Regions from separate parts of the Anas platyrhynchos genome. Here region 2 is linked to region 1. Evidence: chromatin contacts called from public Hi-C data. All regions are on one chromosome and are shown on one strand. Each heading gives the region's core, a stretch centred on a gene start, on an enhancer-like site or on the middle of the called end of the contact. The rest is flanking DNA. Distances are from core to core; before and after follow the strand shown. Region 1 holds the start of CDH15 (cadherin 15). Region 2 overlaps CBFA2T3 (CBFA2/RUNX1 partner transcriptional co-repressor 3).

Region 1 (7,009 bases), core at 965-3,464:
ACGTTAGGGCAGGACTGGTCCCAGTGCCGCACTGGGGACGCAGCTGGGCACAAGCCCCAAAACTCTTGTGCTGGGCTGGGCTCAAGGGGCAGGTTTTGGGGGCTGGGGGGTCAGAGGCCACGCTGCCCTGCTGGGAACGGAGCTGTGCCACCGGGATGTGCCCACGGCCTGGCGCTGGCACCTTGTCAGAGCCCATCACGTCTGCGCCCCGTGCCCCCTGCGCCGCGGTGCCAGTGGCAGGGAACATCTGCTCGGCCACCCCGCTGCCACGGCGCATTAGGGTCAGGGTCAGCTGCCAGGACCCCCAGCCACAGCCACCGGGGCTGCTCCCCGCTGTGACACTGATGTGGGGTGGCAGGGCAGGAGGGTGGGCGGATAAATGGGGTCGGGCAGATGGACGGGGAGGGGGCTGAGCCGTGCCATGGGGTCACCGGTGCCCGACGCTCACCCATTCGTGGCACGGCTCCATGTCCCCTCTGCTGTCCCCTGGCCACCTGAAGCCCTGCCACCGCTTGGCTTCGGTGAGGAGCTGGGGGGGGGGCAGAAGACCCCCCTGTGTCCCCCAGCTTTTTTTCCTTTGGGCTGCCCCCCCTGCAGCAGCCCCGCAGCGCTCTCCAGATGCTCTGCGCAGGAGGGAACCGGGGGGTCCCCAGGGAGGGGAACGGGGCTGGATGGGGTGGGGGGAGGCACTCGCTGCAGCCCGGCCCCCCCCACCCGGCCGCTCCCCGGTGCGGCCCCCGGGGTGCGGGGACACGGAGCTGGTGGCCGGGGCGATGCTGCCCTCTGGTGCTGCGGGATGGGATGGGATGGGAATATGGGATGGGATGGGATGGGATGGGGATGGGGATGGGGATGGGGATGGGATGGGATGGGATGGGATGGGGGTGGGGATATGGGATGGGATGGGATGGGATGGGATGGGATGGGATGGGATGGGATTGGGATGGGGATATGGGATGGGATGGGGATGGGATGGGGATGGGGATGGGATGGGATGGGATGGGATGGGGATGGGGATGGGATGGGGATGGGGATGGGGATGGGATGGGATGGGAATATGGGATGGGATGGGATGGGATGGGATGGGATGGGATGGGGGTGGGGATATGGGATGGGATGGGATGGGATGGGATGGGATGGGATGGGATTGGGATGGGGATATGGGATGGGATGGGGATGGGATGGGGATGGGGATGGGATGGGATGGGATGGGATGGGGATGGGGATGGGATGGGGATGGGGATGGGGATGGGATGGGATGGGAATATGGGATGGGATGGGATGGGATGGGATGGGATGGGATGGGATGGGGATATGGGATGGGATGGGATGGGATGGGATGGGATGGGATGGGATGGGATGGGATGGGATGGGGATGGGGATATGGGGTGGGATGGGATGGGATGGGATGGGATGGGATGGGATGGGATGGGATGGGGATGGGGATGGGGATGGGGATGGGATGGGTATGGGGATGGGGATATGGGATGGGATGGGATGGGATGGGGGTGGGGATATGGGATGGGATGGGATGGGGATGGGATGGGATGGGATGGGGATGGGGATGGGATGGGATGGGATGGGATGGGGGTGGGGATATGGGATGGGATGGGGTTGGAGCTGTATGGGGTGAGGTGGGAATGGGGCTGGGACTGTGCTGGGCTGGTGCTGGCCCCAGCCTTGCCGCTGCCCCCCCCCCCTCGCAGCCCGCCCTGGCCCCCGCCCAGCGCCCGCCGCCAGCCCAGATGGCCCCGCACCTGCCCCGGAACGCGGCCGCGGGGGCCCGGCGGGGCTGGGGGCGAGCAGAGCCCCCCCGGGAGGGGGGAGATTGAGAGCAGGAGGGGGGCGACGATGCCGGGCGGGGGCCGGGGCCGTGCTGCCGGGGGGGGGGGAGCAGCGGGCCCGGGGCTCTCCGCCCGCCCCGTCGCGGCATCCCCGGGGCGCACCCGGCGGCAGCTGCCGCATTCCCAGCGCCCTGCCCGGGGCGAGGGGGGGCGCAGCCCCCATCCACAAAGTGCCGTGCAAAGGAGGAGGGGGGGGGACACGCAGCACCCCCGGGGACCCCTTCGTGGACCCCCCCCAGCCTTTCGGACCCCCTTCTCCCCGGTCTCCCCGTGCGCACCGCCAGCCCCGTCGGGCCCCCTGCGCGCAGCCGGGCGGCATCGGGCCGGGCCGGGGGGCGGCGGGGGGGGGCTGTGGGGCCAGCTGCCCTGCCGGGGGGGGCCCGGGCCGCTCGGCAGCACATGTGCTGTCACTCAGCCAGCCCCGCGGTTATTTTAGCTCGGGGCCGGCGAGCGGCTCGGACTGCGCCCGCTCGGCCATGGGGCCCCCGCTCCTGCTCGCCTGCCTGCTCGCCCCCCTCTGCGCCAGGGTAAGGGATGGGGGGGGGCTGAAACTTACCCCCACCCCCCTAAAAAATGGGTTGGTGGGGGTGGGGGGTGGCTGGGATGGGGCCCAGGCCCTGCGGACGCACGTCTCCGGGGGTGTCGGGGATGGAGAGGGGGGATTTGGGGATGGAGAGGGGGGATTTGGGGATGGGGAGGGGGGTGTCGGGGATGGGGACGGGGGTGTCGCAGGCTCTGCGCCCCTCCTGGGCCATTTCCCACCCCACAGATGGTGGCGGTGGCCGGGGCAGGGGGGGGGGCCTCCGGCACATTGCCTGGGCTGGAAAGCGGCGAGAGGGGTATGGGGGGGGCTGGTGCTCAGAAACACGCTGCTCCCCTCACCACCCCTAGCAGCACTGCCGGATTTCCCCCCCCCCAGCCCCCTCCCACCCCACTGTTCGCACACAGCCCCCCCCGTGCCCCTCACCGCGGCCTCAGGCCTGAGCCATGTGGGGCTGTCGGGGTCTGGCCTGGGCCCCATAGCTCTGGGGGGGGGGGAAGGAAGGCAAGCGGACCCACAGGGACCCCCCTCACCCCCCCCCCATTATCCAACCACCCCCTCCCTGCCCTCCCCGAGCTCCAGCAGCCTCCCAGATAAACGGGAAGGGGGGGGGGGGTCTCCCCACATGCCCCCAGCCCAGCCCTGGCTGCAGCCCCCCAGCTCCGTGCCCCCCACCCCAGCCCGGACCCCCCCATGCGGTGACGGTGATATGGGTTGGGGCCGTGCCAGGCATTTCTGCCCCCTTCTTGGGGTGCCCATCACCACGATGGGGGGGGGGCCACCACGAAGCCCCCGTGTCCCACTCGGCAGCACGGTGTCCCCTCCCCCCTCAGGGTGCCAGCACGGCCCCAGGCAGCCCCCCCGGCTGGCGGCAGCACGAGGGCCCCCGGCGGGTGAAGAGGGCCTGGGTGATCCCCCCCATCAGCGTCTCGGAGAACCACAAGCGCATCCCACACCTCCTGGTGCAGGTAGGCGGGGAAAAAAATGGGGGGGGGACACTATGGGGGGCAGCACAGGGCCCCCCCAGTGAGGAGATCCCCATGTAGCACGGAGGGGATGGAGCCCCAATTCCCCTGGGTGCAGGGACCCCCCCACCCCAAGCACCCTGCCCTGGGGGTGAGGCACCCCCCCCACCACGACCCCAGGGGTCCGGGGGGCAGCCCCCAGCCCCCCAGCCCCAGCCCTGCTTTCCTCTGGGCAGATCAAGTCGGACAAGCAGCAGCCGGGGGGGGTGATCTACAGCATCAAGGGGCCGGGGGTGGACGAGGAGCCCTTGGGCATCTTCTCCATCGACAAGTTCAGCGGCAAGGTCTTCCTCAACGCCATGCTGGACCGGGAGGAGAACGACCGATTTCGGGTAAGGATATGACCCGGCTGTGCGTACCCGTGGCCCCCAGCCCCCCCCCTTCACCCTCACCCACCTGCTTCGTGCCCCCAGCTGAAGGCTTTTGCCCTGGACCTGGGCGGCGTGACACTGGAGGACCCCACGGACCTGGAGATCATCGTGGTGGACCAGAACGACAACCGGCCGCTCTTCCGCCAGGACGTCTTCACGGGGCGCGTGGTGGAGGGCGCCGAGCCAGGTGGGACCCCGCGGCCACCCGGGGTGGGGGGGGGACACGAGCCGGCCCCCGTGCCAGCACCCACCGGGGGTGCTCTGGTGGCCGCAGGGACCTGCGTGATGACGGTGGAGGCCACCGATGCCGATGACCCCGAGACGGACAACGCGGCGCTGCGGTTCTCCATCCTGGAGCAGGGCGCGGGCGGCATGTTCAGCATCAACGCCACCACGGGAGAGATCTGCACCGCACGGCCCGGCCTCGACCGAGAGGTAGGGGGCACGGGGGGGGCATTAAGGGGGGCACCGGGGCTGGAGGAGCCATGGGTTGGTCCGTGCGCACGGCCAGCCGTGGTGAGGGGTGGACACCTCGTCCCTGTGGCTGCTGGGGGGGCTCAGCGCCTCCCCCTTGCCCCCCCGCAGAGTGTGGGGGTGTACAACCTGACGCTGCAGGCGGCCGATATGTCCGGGGACGGGCTCACCACCACGGCCACAGCCGTCATCTACCTGGAGGACATCAACGACAACGCCCCCGAGTTCACCAAGGAGGAGGTAGCGGTTGGGGTGGGACACGAGGGGGGACACAATTTGGGACATTGGATCCTGGGGGGTAGGTGCCAGCCCCGTGCTGCTCCCCCCCCAGTTCTCCATGGAGGTGGAGGAGCAGGCGGCCGGGCTGGAGGTGGGCAGGGTCCTGGTGCACGACAAGGACCTGGCCGGCTCGCCCAACTGGCTGGCCAAATTCACCATCCTGGAGGGCGACCCCGAGGGCGCCTTTGCCATCCACACCGACCCCTACACCAACGACGGCGTGCTCTCCGTGGCCAAGGTGGGCACCCGGGGGGGGGGCACCCGGTGTGCTGGGCATGGGGATGGGGGTGCTGGCAGCTCCGCTGACCCCCTGTGTGTCCCCCCCACCCCTCGGCAGCCCCTGGACCACGAGGTGCGGGACCGCTTCCAGCTGACGGTGTCGGTGCAGAACCAGCAGCCGCTGGAGCCGGGGGCCCCGGGCAGCCCGCGGGCGCTGGCCACGGTGCAGGTGCGGGTGCGGGACGTGAACGAGGCGCCCGTCTTCCGCGAGAACCCGCGGCGAGTCAGCGTGCCAGAGGGGGCCCCCCCGGGCACCCCTGTCACCACCTACACCGCCAGCGACCCCGACACGCGCCAGCTCCAGACCCTCACGTGAGTGCTGCATTTGGGCACCCAGGTGTGCAGCCGGCGGTGGGTATTTTTGGGAAGGGGGGGTGGTGATGGTGTGCCCCCCGCCCTGTGCCCCCAGTTACGCGCTGCTGTACGACCCCGCGGGCTGGCTGCAGCTGGACCCGCACTCCGGCACCGTGCGCACCAAGCGGGAGCTGCGGCACCCCTCGGCCTTCCTGCAGGGCGGCTGGTACATCGCCCTGGTGCTCGCCCGTGATGACGGTGAGCACCCCACCCCCCCCGAGCCCCCCCCTGTGCCCCTCGGCACCCCCTGACCCCTCTGCTCCTCGCCCCCACCCAGCCGAGCCCCCGCTGTCCGCCACCGGCACGCTCTCCATCGAGATCCTGGAGGTGAACGACCACGCGCCCCTGCTGCAGCCGCCGGCCGGCGTGGTGTGCGGGCGGCCTGGCCGCGGGGGGAGCCTGCTGCTGGGGGCCACCGACGACGACCGCCCCCCCCACGGAGCCCCCTTCCACTTCCAGCTCAGCCCCCAGCACCCCCAGCTCGCCCGGAACTGGAGCATCACCCGCTTCAATGGTGAGGGAGGGCTGGAGTTCAGGGGGGTCGCTGTCGCATGGGGGGTCCCCACTCACCCCAGCCCTTGTGCCCCCCCCGCAGTGACCCACGCGGTGCTGGCCGTGCTGGTGGAGCTGCCCGAGGGGCTCTACTCGCTGCCGTTGCTGCTGCGGGACTCGGGGACCCCCCCCCGGGAGCAGCAGCAGCTGCTGAACGTCTCGGTGTGTCCCTGCGGCCGCGATGGCACCTGCGAGGACGGCGTCCTGGCCGCTGCCACCGCCGGGGTCGGCATCACCCTGGAGGCTCTCCTGGTCATCCTCGGCAGCAGCACCCTGCTCCTGCGTGAGTGACACCCCCAGAGCCCCCCCACCCACTCCTGGGTACCCCAACCCCTCCTCGTGTCTCTCCTCATGGTGCAGGACCCAAATCCCAGCAGCACGCTCCATCACCACGTCCCAACCCCCAGCCCCCAACCCACTGCCCCATCCCAGTCCTGGCCACCACAACCCATCCCAACCCATGTCCCTCATCACCCTATCATGGTCCTGGCCACCGTATCCCACCCCATCCCATGGCCCACATCAAATTAGCCCAGTCCTGGCCACCCCACCCCATCCCCATCCCCATCCCCATCCCCATCCCCATCCCCATCCCCATCCCCATCCCCATCCCCATCCCCATCCCCATCCCCATCCCCATCCCCATCCCCATCCCCATCCCCATCCCCATCCCCATCCCCATCCCCATCCCCATCCCCATCCCCATCCCCATCCCATCCCCATCCCCATCCCCATCCCCATCCCCATCCCCATCCCCATCCCATCCCCATCCCATGCCACCCCAGCCCCATCCCCGTCCCTTCCTTGCCCAATACCCTACACCCCATTCCCCCTGAGGGGGTCCTGGCCCCATGCCCACCCTCTCCCCCCCGCAGTGCTGGCACTCCTGGGGGCTGCACAGGTGCGCGGGCGCCGCCGGGCGCTGCGCAAGGGGCTGCTGCAGCGCTCGCGGGACGACATGCGCGACAACATCCTCAACTACGACGAGCAGGGCGGTGGCGAGGAGGACCAGGTGATGGGGGGCACCCCGGGCAGGGCTGGAGGGGGGGGGGGGGCTCATCGTAGCCCCAACAGCCCTGACACATCCCGGTCCCCGCAGGACGCCTACGACATCAACCAGCTGCGGCACCCCCAGCTCCTCCAGCCCCGCGCCAAGCCCCCCGTGCGCAGGGACGCCCCGCTGCGCTCCGGCACCCCCTCGGCGCCCCGCAAGCTGCCCAGCGGCCCCTCAGACATCGAGGACTTCATCAACGAGGTGGGACCGGGCTCGGCACCCCCCTGCTTCCCTTT
Region 2 (6,112 bases), core at 2,487-4,986, 92 kb before region 1:
GCAACCATGAAAACGGCCGCGAGGCAGAAACGTCGGAGGGCCAGCGTCTCGATCTGCAAGCAAAATAAAACACGCTATGATGAGAGAGCAGAGGCGGCAGCTCTCGGCCGGGGGTCCCGTTGGGCACGGCCCGCTCGTCCTGCGGGCGAAGCCGCGTGGAGCCCGACGTGCCGGGGATGGAACCGGGTCCATCGACCCCACGCAGCCCACGGAAAGGCTCCGAGGATGCCCCCCTCCTCGTACAGTCCCTGCCCAGCCCCAGCTCGAGGGGCAGCTTGTGGAAATTCCTCGAGACCAAGAACAACCAAAACTCCGTCCCGAGGCCTGGTGGTGCTGGCAGCCGGCTGCCCACACGGTGCCCACACCAGCAGGATGGGGACGCCCGCACCAGCCCCGCACACGGATCCCAGAGCCCTGCATCCACTGCAGGGCTTGGATTAAAAAGCAAAACCCATCAGAGCGCAGAGAGCACAATCCGATTTCTAATTAGAGAACATCTGCTTGGGAGCGCAGCAGGGCCGCGGCAGCCAGCGTGCAGAGACCTGCAGTCCCTATAGAGCACCTCGATGCCACCACTCTGTCACCTGGGCACAGCCAGCAGGTCCCCACCACCACAGCCAGCCGTGACACTGCCCCGCACCGCCCGGTGCCACACACACCCACGTGGCCGTGCCCAGCTCCGAGCCCTGCAGCCTCCTCCAGCTGCTCCGTGCTCCCGTTTGGTGACCACGCATCAGGAAACCAGGGCGTCCCTGTCCCCAAGCAACTCGCTGGGGACAGGCAGAGCCCACACACATCCCAAATCCCTTCTCCAGCACACCAACAAGGATCACCACCCCACGGCACGGCCAGCACCACGCAGCGCAACGAGGTCGCGACGGATCCCAAAGGCAGCACGTGGCCGAGGGAGCCGGGCAGCCCCCCTGCCCGCCGTCCCCTCCCCGTCCCCATACTCACTGGTGCTGGGCGTGAAGGAGGGGTGGCGCGTGGCTCCCTGCGTGACGGCCGGCGGCGGTGGCGGCATGCTGGGCGGCGTGGACCTGGGCTGCGTCTTGACGTCGGCCGGCGAGTCGGGCATGGTGGCGGCCCGCTTCGCCGCGGGATCTGCGGGGACAGGGCGCGCGCGGTGAGCGGGGCAGTGCCGCCGGGGACAGCCCCTGCCCGGAGGGTCAGGGCCTCGGGGACCTCGGGTGTCGCCGGTCCCCAAGTGGAGTGGGAGCGCAGGGACATGTGGGGACGGTGCCCGGTGCCCTGTGTCCCTGTAGGGTGGTGGGGACGGTGCCCTGAATCCTCCACGGATGTGTGGCACTGGAGAAGGGACAGGGCACGGCTCTGCAAGGTGTGAGCTCCACATCTTGCGCACAGCACAGCCCGGGCACATTATCACAGCATTATCACAGCTGCCATCCCTGCAAAGCCACCCGCCTGCCAGCAGCGACCTCGGGGATCCCGTGCCCAGGCTGCCCGCTAGCACCTCGCCAGCCCCAGGGCGATTGCGGGCATCGTGGTGCCGGGCAGGGATTGCGCACGGGCAGCAAATCCTGGGTGCACGATGGCTGGCACACGATGCTGCTCCCTGTGCCACCCACAGCCCAGAGGCTGCCGTGCCATGCTGTGCCATGCCGTGCCAAGTGGCCACGAGCACGCCAGCTGCACAGGTCTGTCACCATCCTGGCCAGGGTCCCCGCTGCACGCAGCGGGCTCGCCACCAGGCACGGCTGCTACCCACTCATCTAACGCGCACGCCTAATCCGCTGCAACTGTCGGGAGATTAATCGAGCCCGGCGAGAGCACATGGTCCGGGCTAAATAAAACCGGGGCCTCGTCCCGAGCAAGATGCTAGCAGGGCTCATCCTGCAGCTGATGCCACGTGGGGAGGAGTGGGGAGCCAGGAGGGCTGGAGGTCACCACCGCGGTCCCACGGCACCCCTGGCACCAAGTGAGTGTCCTTGGCTGGTGTGCAGGGCCATCCTGGCACTGCGTGCTGGGGTTTGCCTTTCTGCGCCCCCTTCTCCCTCTCCAGCCACAGGAGAAACCCCCAAGGCTAAACAGCACCTCTGCCACGGAGCAGCAGTTTGTTCGCGGGCTCTGCCAAAATAAACGGGATGCTTTGAAAAACACCTCTGCTTTTCCTCGCCACGGGGTTTGGGAACGGCTCCTCCAGGCAGGACAGAAGGGACTTGTTGGAAGATGCTGGGGGGGGGGACGATGCCAGGGGGTGCCTGGCTCGCACCCTGACCTGCAGCCTCCCTCCCACCTCCTGGGCCCGTTGTGTGGCTCTGCAGCTTTACGCCAGGTGTAACAGCCCCGGGGACAGCCCTGGCACGGGGGAGGCACGAGAGGTGGTGGGTCCAGTGCTTCGGACTGGAACCAGCTCTGGCTGCCCACATGGAGATGTGTCCGCAGGCTCACGAGGCTCCAGCACCAGAAGGGACGCAGAGCATGGGTTTTGTGCCCCGAGGACAAAAAGGGTGACAAGGAGAGGTCAGCCTGCAGCCCACATCCCACGCGTGCCCTCATGATGCTGCCAAGCCCAGCCCCTGCTGAGTGTCCCCAGGACGCATGGAGACGAGGGGGAGCCCTGGCACAGCCGGGGGGCTGCCATCCACGTGGCCCCCACGAGCCCACCACGAGGTGGGTGTGAGCGCAGCCAGTCCCTTCATCCACAGAGCGTGCAACAGGGCACAGCCAAACCCTCCTTGGCTCAGCACCCCCTGCCCCTTGGCAAAGCACGGATCTGGGCATCCTTCCCCTCAGCCAGCGTCCCCCCAAGCAGGGGCACGGCATGGAGGCCACGGGGCTCGTCCAGCTGGAGGAGAAGGTGGAGAGGTGGCACCCTGGGGACCCTGTGCCACGGCACCTGTACCACGCTCCCTGTGTGGATCTGGCTCCAAGGGGCTGCAGCAGAGGGGCCTGGCTCTGCCTGGGCTTGGGGGAAAAAGCACAAATCCGCTCATCCTGGCGCCGGCACGGCTGCTCCGCAGCTTCCCATCAGGAGGAAAGTCTCCACGAAGCTGAACAAACACCAGGGGAAACTGCGTCTGGGTGTGTTATTTCTCTCTCTCTCTCTCTCTTTTTTTTTTCCCTCCTCCATCTCTTGAAGCCATAAGTTTTTCCTGCTGCGTTTGCAATCCAAACACCGCCGCGCGGGCACAGGAGCAGGAGGCAGCCCCCGAAGTGCCGGATTTCTCGGTGCTGAAGCCCAGAAAAGCCCAAAGCAAACAGAGCCAGGCTGCAGGGACACCCGTGCGCCCCGGTGGCACCATCCCCACGGCGTCACACGTGCCAGAAGCAGGGCGCTGCCCCTCGCTTCGCCAAACCACCCTGGAAGCCCCAGCTTTTGCCTCCAGCCCCACGAAGCTCCTGTGAGGCTCTGAAGCACCGGTGACGGCAGCCTGGCCACGTCCTGCTGTCCTGCCACGTGTCCCTCTGTCCGTCCTGCCCTCCCCGTCAGCGGCAGGCGGTCGCCAGCCCGTGCCCAGGCTCTGCCCCCCGGCAGCGCCTCCGAGCGTGGCACCAATTCCCCGGCACCGCTCAAACTCTACTGGAATCCTTTTTTTTTTTTTTTTTTTTTCCTTTTTTTTTTTCTTTTTCTTTTTCTTTGGGGTAATTTGTCCCAGCCGCTCGGGGCTGTGTCTGTTTTCCTACATCTGGTTTCCATTAGGCCTGTGCAGCCCAGATGAATAAGTAATAATATAAAAATAAAAGGATTAGTATTTTCTCCTCCGCTGGCCGGAGCGGGGCCGTACCCCGCCCTGCCTCCCGGTGGGAATCAGATGCCGAACCCCACGCACCCCCCGACCCCGATTTGTCACACCGGAGGCCTTAACCCCCCACGTGCTGGCTGGGGACGGTGCCCACTGGTGCCACACGGCCACAACCGTGCCCACTGCCACCCCTGCGGGTGCCAAAGCAGGGCACCACGTGCGCCAGCCAGCTTCCCAAGCCTGGGGGTGCAAATCCCCCTGCTGTGCCCCCTGCTCTCTGCACCCTTTAGCCAGGCCTTGGGGTGGCTGGGGACAAGGACAGGGACATGCCAGTCCCTGTGTGGCTGCGTGGCACCCAAAGGCAGTGCCCGCTCTGCTCCCGTGGGCACGGAGCCATCCCGGTGCAGCAGCGGCTGTCGGAAAGCTCCGGCTGCCTGCGAGCCTCCCGGCGAGGCTTTGCCATCGAGGAAGGGGTTAAAAGGGAATTAAAAGAACAGCATCCTTCATGCTCTCCAAATGGCCACAAATGAAATCCAGATGCTGGAGGCGACGTCTCCCCGAAGCCAGGCTGCCTCCCAAACAAAGGAAAGCATTCCTGCTGCTCAGCTGCTGGTGCCACGGGGGCCAAGAACAACTCCCTGATAAGATCGCGAGGGCCGGAGCCTCTCCATCTGGAGCGCGTTAGGGCAGCTCTCCGCGCCGGCAGCCGGGCGGCCGCGCTCCCACGTGTGCGAGCCGGGCACGGGTGGGGGGGAACCGCAGGGCGCCGGCGCCCCCGAGCTCCGTCCAGCACCCCCGGGTGGGCGCACGCGGCGCCAGCCACCCCGGTGCCTTCCTGGCGCAAAGAACGGGGGTGTTATGGGGGTGCCCGTGCCCCAAATCCCAGCGTGGGCACCCCAAGGAGCCGTGGCGCACGGGCTAAACCCTCCCCAGCACCCTGCTGTCAGCTCCTGGGGACATCCCCAGCGTGGGGAAAGGTCCCCACCCCCGGGACATGGTGACGATGGCAGGCAGCTGGTGGGGGAGGACGTGGCTCCCCCCAAATTGCGCATGAAGGGGAGGGAAGCGGGATGGTGGTGTGCCAGAAGGGTGCTGCGCAACTCCAGGCCTATCACACAGCCACGGCCGGGGTGTCCCACGTCCCCAGGGGGCTTTGGAAAGAGGTGAGGGGGTGGAGAAGGAGCAGCAGCTGGGGCTGGAGCCGAGGGGCGAAGGAGAAAATGGGGACACCCCACACGGCTCCCACCACCCCACACAGGTGGCACCGGTGTCTCCTCCTCGCTCTGACAACTTTGTGAGGTTTCCCTGAAGCAGCACATTTTGGGGAGCCGGGCTGCAGGGTGCGGGAGGAGTTGGGGTGGGGGGGCGAAGCGACGCAAGCCCCAGCACCAGTCAGCACAAATGAAGCCTTTTAAAAGGAAATCAAATTAATTAAAGCCTCTGCAGAAGATGTAAACGAAACCTGGCCTCTGGCAGCTCCAGGCCCAGCGAGGCACTTGCAGGCGCCCTGCAAACGGGGAGCTGTGGCTGCAGAGCCACCGCCGCCAGGAAGCCGGGCAGCACCCGGCACTGCGGGCACCCCACGGTGCTCGGGCATCCCCTGCTCTCAAAGATGCTCACACCACGGGCAGCACACTCCCTGCTCCCCCAAAATCCACGCCATGCACCACGCCGTGCAGCCGGTGAATTTGGGGATCCCTCGCCCATGGGTGCCCTGAGCCATGCCCCAACCTGGGACACTTCCAGCCACCCCACACGGGGAGCACGGTGGGTTTCCCTTTGCCACATCCCAATTTCCTTCCCTCTCCCTGCAGCCCCTGGCTGGGTGGGCACCGCAGAGGTGCCCGCGCTCCCCGGGGAATCAGGGACCCCAGAGCCCTGCCCGCTGCCCTGAGCAGCACCCCCGAGGACCTGCAGCCCCCCCAGGGCCACAGCCATCAGCTGCCGGTCAGCTGGAGCCAGGGTGGAGGGAGAGGGAGGGAGAGGGAGGTTATTCTGATTTTCCTCAAAAAAAAAAAAAAAAAAGGGAAAAAAAAAAGCCCTCTCTGTTTTACAAGCCTTCATTTGCTATTGTTTATGTAAACAGGTAAATTGTTTCGTATCTCAATTAAAAACATCTGCCACATAAATGAATACCAATTAACTCATCCTGTTTTTAATTACTCTGTTAATTACACACAGGCAGCAAAAAGGATGGCAGGGGAATAGGGAAAGCATGCTTACAGCCCCCCCCCCCCCCCTTCCCACCTTGCTCTTGGCAAGGATCCGAAATATGCCCAGATAATGATGGATTAAGGTGGCTGGTGAAAACAATGGCTCGTCGCCAGCTCCGGGGATTTCGGCTCCCTCCCCGCCCCCGGCCGGGCGCCTCACAGGGGTATTTCCCGTTGCCCTCCCCATGACGC

Evidence for each region. A called contact is a pair of places that touch in the nucleus more often than the background predicts.
Region 2: a Hi-C map of skeletal muscle shows a contact between it and region 1, with 2.7 times the contacts expected there. The contact joins the enhancer-like site here to the promoter of CDH15 in region 1. A contact is called at or near these places in 2 of 8 Hi-C or Micro-C datasets (liver and skeletal muscle).

What each region holds. Positions count from the first base shown.
Region 1 is chr12:1,607,235-1,614,243 of IASCAAS_PekinDuck_T2T, reverse strand. CDH15 (cadherin 15) reads left to right here and starts at 2,214. Exons shown (of 14, transcript XM_072043801.1): 1 at 2,214-2,371; 2 at 3,219-3,353; 3 at 3,587-3,742; 4 at 3,824-3,968; 5 at 4,056-4,216; 6 at 4,367-4,495; 7 at 4,587-4,772; 8 at 4,872-5,125; 9 at 5,223-5,365; 10 at 5,445-5,681; 11 at 5,763-6,002; 12 at 6,595-6,731; 13 at 6,819-6,974. The coding sequence starts at 2,321.
Region 2 is chr12:1,701,580-1,707,691 of IASCAAS_PekinDuck_T2T, reverse strand. CBFA2T3 (CBFA2/RUNX1 partner transcriptional co-repressor 3) reads right to left here. Exons shown (of 12, transcript XM_038185522.2): 2 at 958-1,104; 3 at 1-53. Among named protein-coding and RNA genes, the nearest start is that of PABPN1L, 12 kb to the left of the region's middle. Within about 2 kb of position 3,736, at least 3 of the 8 cell types and tissues checked have an H3K27ac peak or open chromatin away from gene starts, as enhancers often do.